Regions from separate parts of the Manis pentadactyla genome. Here region 2 is linked to region 1. Evidence: chromatin contacts called from public Hi-C data. All regions are on one chromosome and are shown on one strand. The core of a region is the stretch at or near the end of the contact, and the rest is flanking DNA. Distances in the headings are between cores, read along the strand shown. Region 1 holds the start of LOC118909601 (carbonyl reductase [NADPH] 1). Region 2 holds the start of CBR3 (carbonyl reductase 3).

The links. Hi-C and Micro-C count contacts between places; a contact is called where the count stands out from the background.
Region 2: a Hi-C map of skin fibroblasts shows a contact between it and region 1, with 2.8 times the contacts expected there. The contact joins the promoter of CBR3 here to the promoter of LOC118909601 in region 1. A contact is called at or near these places in 2 of 3 Hi-C or Micro-C datasets (fibroblasts and skin fibroblasts).

Annotation. Positions count from the first base shown.
Region 1 is chr1:188,398,917-188,402,112 of mManPen7.hap1, forward strand. It overlaps LOC118909601 (carbonyl reductase [NADPH] 1), which reads left to right and starts at 1,668. Exons shown (of 3, transcript XM_036880248.2): 1 at 1,668-2,070; 2 at 2,641-2,748. The coding sequence starts at 1,782.
Region 2 is chr1:188,630,449-188,633,644 of mManPen7.hap1, forward strand. It overlaps CBR3 (carbonyl reductase 3), which reads left to right and starts at 1,701. Exons shown (of 3, transcript XM_036899325.2): 1 at 1,701-2,150. The coding sequence starts at 1,862. It overlaps LOC118919399 (a long non-coding RNA gene), which reads right to left and starts at 1,582. Exons shown (of 2, transcript XR_005027494.2): 1 at 1,363-1,582.

The sequences.
Region 1 (3,196 bases), core at 418-2,917:
ATGCTGTCATCTCTAATGTTTCTCTCAATGAATTTAATACATCCCATTTACTTCTAACACTGGCTCACTCCACCTGTAGGAGCAAGTAGCTAGTGGTGTGGAGAGAGGCCAGCAAATGACAGAACAAGCATACATTTGGATAAGGAAGAAAATTCAAAACAAAGCTCTCAGTTATCCTGAGTGAATAAAAACTAATCCCAAAATGTTACAACTCCATTGATGCGACATTTTTGAAATATTTAAATTTTACAAATGAAGAGCAGATTAGTGGTGGCCAGGGAATATGGTTGAGAGGGTGGGGGCAAGAGAAAGTGTTTGATTATAAAAAACAACAGGAGGGATTCCTTGATGGAAATGTTTTATGTCCTGACTGTAGTGACAGATACACAAACCTACACATGTAATAAGACTTTGCAGATCCAAATATGTGCACACACACACACATGCATACACAAATATGAACAAATAAAACTGAGGAAATCTGAACATATTGGTGGATTGTTTTGATATGAATAACCTGATGGTGATAAGCACCATAACTTTGCAAAATGTTACCACTGAGAAAAACTGGCTAAATTATAAGGAATCTCTGTATTACTTCTTACTACTGCATGTGAATCTGAAATTCTTTCAATAAAAATTTAAGTCCAAAAAACCCATAAAGGTCTTTCCTTGGTTATTAATTTTGGTTTTTGCAACTGGTTGGGAACCTACCCTTGCAATCGCAACATAATTCAATCTATCTAAAGTACAGCTGTTCAACAGAACTTTCTTCTGTGATGGAAATATCTCTTATCTGCACTGTCCAATACAGTGACCACTAACCATGTGACTATTGAGCACTTGAAATGTGGGTCATGCAACATAAAGAGATGAATTCTAAATTCTATTATTTTGATTACATTTAAATGGACGTTTAATGCTAATGACTATCATAAAGGGCAGCTCACAAACGAAACTTGACGGTGTAGTCCTCTATTTCTCTGCTATTAGTAAATAGTGAGGAAGACAATTCTCCCGCCGCTAATCTAATTTATAAACTTTCTGAGGATCCATCTCCTCACTTTAAAATGGAGATAAGATGCATCCTGGTGTGTGAGAAAGGGCTTTAAAGCCGGCCGGCACCTGCACCCTGTAGGACATGTACACAGGTAACTTGATGACCCTACAAGCGTCTAGGGAGATATCCCGGGATGATTCAATAAACGTTCCCCACTATTAGGTGAAAAGTAGTGAAGACTAAGCCAGTAGCTTTGCCTTTACATTCTTTGGGAAGAAATCCACACACACTTCATCCCTTGTCTTGTTCTTTCAGCTTATGCCACAACTGTAGTTCCAAAGACTCAGGTCAAACGGTATTTTGTCAACCAAGAAAAAAAAAATTCTGTACAAATGCCCTATTTCTTCAAGTGCTACTGTCAATAGCTGAATAGTTGGGGGAATACGAGGAAAAACTCTTGGACATCCAGGAATAAAGGTTCAATTTAAATGTAGTCACACGACCAAACGGAAGGGTTCGCTGCAGCCAAGCGGGCAGTCGGCCGCCGCCAGCAGCCCGAGCCATCAGCGGCTGCGCCACAAACTGCCACCCTGCCCGGGGCCTTGGCCTTCTCCGCGGGGCGGGGCCCGAGGCTGCGCATGCGCGCTCCACCGCTAACCCCACCTCCCCGCTGCCGTGCAACCTCCCCAGCACCGCGCAGAAATTGAGGCGACAGCTATACTGGCTCCTTTCCGGTTGAGTCCACGCTCAACGCCCGCGCCGCGTGACCCACCACCCAGCCATGTCATTCTGCAGCCGCGTGGCGCTGGTCACCGGGGCCAACAAGGGCATCGGCTTCGCCATCGCGCGCGACCTGTGCCGGCAGTTCCCGGGGGACGTGGTGCTCACAGCGCGAGACGAGGCGCGGGGCCAGGCGGCCGTGCAGCAGCTTAAGGCCGAGGGTCTGAGCCCGCGTTTCCACCTGCTGGACATCGACGACCGGCAGAGCATCCGGGCCCTGCGCGACTTCCTGCTCAAGGAGTACGGGGGCCTCGACGTGCTGGTCAACAACGCGGGCATCGCCTTCAAGAGTAAGGAAGGGGCTGGGTGCTGGGACGGCAGGCGAGGAGGTCACGCGGAACACCCCCAGACAGGATGGGCTGGATCTGTCTGGAGATCGCTGTTGTTGGGGGGCTCCTTAGGCCTTTGGGTCCAGAATGGCTCCCTAGAGAAGGAGGAAGGGTGGGGGGACAGCTAGAGCAGAGTCCAGCGGGAATTGGAGCAAGTCCCAGCCAGAGGGACCTTTGTGTTTCTTTGACTCAACTCCTGGGGATGTTTTCCAGGTGGCACAGTTTCCCTCGGATTGTACTCTAGGGCAGTTAGGTGAACTTTCAGTGCATTTTGAAATAAAGAAAATTTCACAAACTGGTTCACAGAGATCCCATGTGTGCTCCCTTCACCCAGCCTCCCCCAATGGTACCCTCTTACAACGCTACAGAACATTATGGAACCCTGAAATTGACAAGAGTACAACTGTAACTCAATGCCAGTGCAACACAAAATTCACCAGATTTTGCAACCACTTTTTTCTTTATATCATTCTGTGGAAGTTTTACAACATGACTACTATTTATTATTTCTACTTTCTTTCTCTCCTAAAGCTAATGATTCCACACCATTTCATATTCAAGCAGAAGTGACGATGAAAACCAACTTTTTTGGTACCCGAGATGTCTGCACGGAGCTGCTGCCTCTGGTGAGACCACAAGGTGAATCTAGTGAGCAGCCCCCACAGAGTGACTCTGGTGTGATATGGCCCTGCTGCCCCTGACCTCATCTCCAGGCCCTGTGCACTCTACACTGGCCCCCGGGGTGTGTCTCCTCAGGACCAGGGGCCCCTCTTCTCTGGACTACACACTTGTCAGTGGCCATCAGTGATAACATCCCCTGCACAAGTGCCTCTTTCTCTTCCTCAGCTCTTCAGTCAAAGTCTCCCTCCACAGGCCCTTTACTTGTTCTCTGCCCCTCACACATGGGGGTCCCTGAGCATGGTCCAGGAAAGACCAGGCATGGAGCTTCCAGTCGTCCTATCCCAGTGGAGTCCTGTGGATAGCATGGAATTTCCCAGCAACCATGTGTGACAGTACACATGGATCCTGCCAAACAAGAAGCTCATCTAAGCATTGATGTTCAGGTGTTTTTGTTGTGGGTTAGGCA
Region 2 (3,196 bases), core at 451-2,950, 230 kb after region 1:
GAATTATTCCCTTTCTCTCCTTCACCAATTTTTCCTCTCTTTGAGATTATTACCACTGCGTAAAAACATGCTTTAATACCTCTCCCACCTTTTAAAATTCTTTGAAAACAATTCAAGTCATACAGTGTATGTCTGCTAGTTACAATGGAATTAAATTCAATTCAAAATCGATAATAGCAAGATATCCAGAAATCCCCAAATAGCTGGAAACTAAAAAATATACTTTTCAATATCCCTGGTCAAGGAAAATACAAAAATGTAAATTAGAAAATATTTTAAACTGATTGAAAGAAAACACAACACATCAGTGTTTATATGACATAGGAAATTAACAGCTCTGAATGCCTACATTAGAAAAAAAAATGATCTCAGCTTCCATGGTAAGAAACTAGAAAAGCAAATAAAACCCAAATTAGGCAAAAGGGAGGAAATAAAGGTTAGAACAGAAATATAATATAATCAGAAAAAAATAGAGAAAAAAAATGAAACCAAGAGCTTCTTCCTTGAGGATAATCAATAAAATTGATAAACCTCTCACCACACAAATCAGAAAAAAAAATATGGAAGACACAAATTACCAATATCAGGAATGAGCGAGATGGCCTCACTACCAATATTAAAAGGATTAATAAGGGCTTATTATGAATAACTTCATGTCAACAGAGTCAATAGTGTAGATGAAATATATACAATTTTTGAAAAACAAAAATTAGGCTCACTCAAGAAGAAAGAGAAAATCTGAATAGCTCTTTGTCTTTACACTAGAGCTCCAAATAATCTTTAGAAGTAAAGAATATATCGGTGGAGCCCCAGCAGGGGACCACACACAGCAAGGGTTAGGGTTCACCTTCCCGACCTCCCTTGTTGGACCAGGTAGAGTGGAGGTGATGGAGGCGTAAACAGCCTAGCCAGCTCTCAGGAAAAGCCGGTTCATAATGAGATCACACCTCTCCATAAACCTAAAAGTAACTAATCAAACACAGATTACACTAAGACAAGGTGAGGAAATTCCAATTGCCTATCCACAGTTTAACACACCTTTGGGGATTCATTTTCAGATGTAACTGTGAGAGTACACCGATTTCACTGGGAGAAAATAAATTATATATGTCCTCCTTGGACAAAACGGAAACGCAGACACTTAGCATCCATAGGACTTACGTAAGGATTTCATTAAAAGCATTCCAGAAAGTGGCTTGGCACACAGTAAGAGCTTCGTAAACATTCCCTCCCGCTTGGGGGCGCAGAAGGAGTCACACAGAGCACCGTACGCTGTCCACACCTGTAAATGCACTCGTGGGGCCTCTTTTCTCTCTTCTTGCTTAAGCAAGAAAGGGGATCCATGTCCTGAGAAGCACTCACCGTGTCTAAGTAATTTTGTCGCATTTGAGGAAAAAGGAAGCAATCTCATTTTGAGGGGGTTGATGGGCACATACCCAGGAAAATTACTCAGCACTGGCTTTTCTCCTTTTGGGGCTTTCCTGAAGTAGTTTCTTCAATCCGAGTGAATCTTCAGACCCCATCAACCCCTCACCGTCCGGTCTTGCTTTGGGGCTAACCAACGGCTTCGCCCGCGGACCACATCGTGGCTCAGACGCCGGATCAAAAAAGGACGCAGCACGGGGAGGGGCTGGACCCGGGAGTGGGGCGTTACGAAACCTTCGGGAACAGACGGCCACTCCTCGGAGGGGAGGGACCGAGCCTCGCGGCCTCGGTCTCTAGAAGTCGCAGCACTGGATCCTAGAACACACTTCTGTGCAGCTTCTCTAACTGTGGCCGGGTCTCTGCAGCGCGCGCCCGCGGTGACCCACAGCACAGTCCGCTCTCCTCGGCCCGCGGCCCGCGCGCCTCCCACCCAGCCATGTCGTCCTGCAGCCGCGTGGCGCTGGTCACCGGAGCCAACAAGGGCATCGGCTTCGCCATCGCGCGCGACCTGTGCCGGCAGTTCTCGGGGGACGTGGTGCTCACGGCGCGGGACGCGGCGCGGGGCCAGGCGGCCGTGCAGCAGCTGCAGGCCGAGGGCCTGAGCCCGCGCTTCCACCTGCTGGACATCGACGACCTGCAGAGCATCCGCGCCCTGCGCGACTTCCTGCGCAAGCAGTACGGGGGCCTCAACGTGCTGGTCAACAACGCGGGCGTCGCCTTCACAGGTAGGTCCGGGGTTCGGAGGTCCCTGGGCGCGCGGAGGGTGCAGGGCAGCGAGCCGCCGGCACCCCCAAGGCGTACGCTTGAGTGATCCGATAGGCAGCGCCCGCCGCTCTCGCCGGTGCTCCCGGGCACCCGGCTCCTCGCGCCCAGCCCTCCAGCCCGCTGGAGCGCAGCCTAGAGCCCTCCCAGAACTGTCAGCTGCTTGGTTTGCAAGAAAACCGGCCTCCTAGGATGGAGCCACGCCCTGCAAAGCTCATAAGCTTTCTGTCTCATGCAAAAAACATCTTCTCGGCGAAGGGTCTCCAAGATCACTTTGGGCTTTCGCTTTCCTTGGAGAGTGCATTCACAAATGCCAGGAGGCATGTACTCCGGGCAGGAAAGAAATCGCTGGAACAAGATAGGCGCGCATTTACCCATTAGTGGGCTTGAGACTGTTTAATGGAGAGATTTGATAGGCTCTGGCAAAACGGAAGAGAGCCTGGTTCCCTCCCCCAGGAACTTAGGTTTGTTATCAAATGTACAGCAAGTGTGGCTTTAAGTGGCATCTTCCTTTGGGGTAAAAAAAATGTCAAGGAGATCACTTACTCTATTACTCGATGGAGGAAATTATTGAACTGCCATGTGCTGGGATGGGAAGAAAGAATCAGGCCACCCTCACTTAACTAGAGAAGAGAAACTTTAGGAGGCAGAATGGAGTAAAAAGAACTCCTGTGAAGCCTAAGTTTTCCTGCAGCTCAGCCTGTGGGCTTGCTGGGAGCACTGGCAGGAGGTGGCTCGTGCCCTCGGCCACTAGTTGAAGGGTTGGTGGATTGATACTCCGCTTTCTGGACGACACGTGGAGAAACCCTGAGGTCCGCTGGAAGCCCTTGTCCCTCTAAGTGTGGGCGGTTGGACCAGCAGCTCCTGGAACTCTGGACACTCCTGGAATCTCAGGATCTCAGGCCTTGTCCCACACCTGCTGAGTCCGAACCTGCATTTTAACAGAATCCCCAGGTACCTCCTATGCCTGTTCAATTAAGAGCAGCAGCGGTCAAAGCCAGGAGTGTGT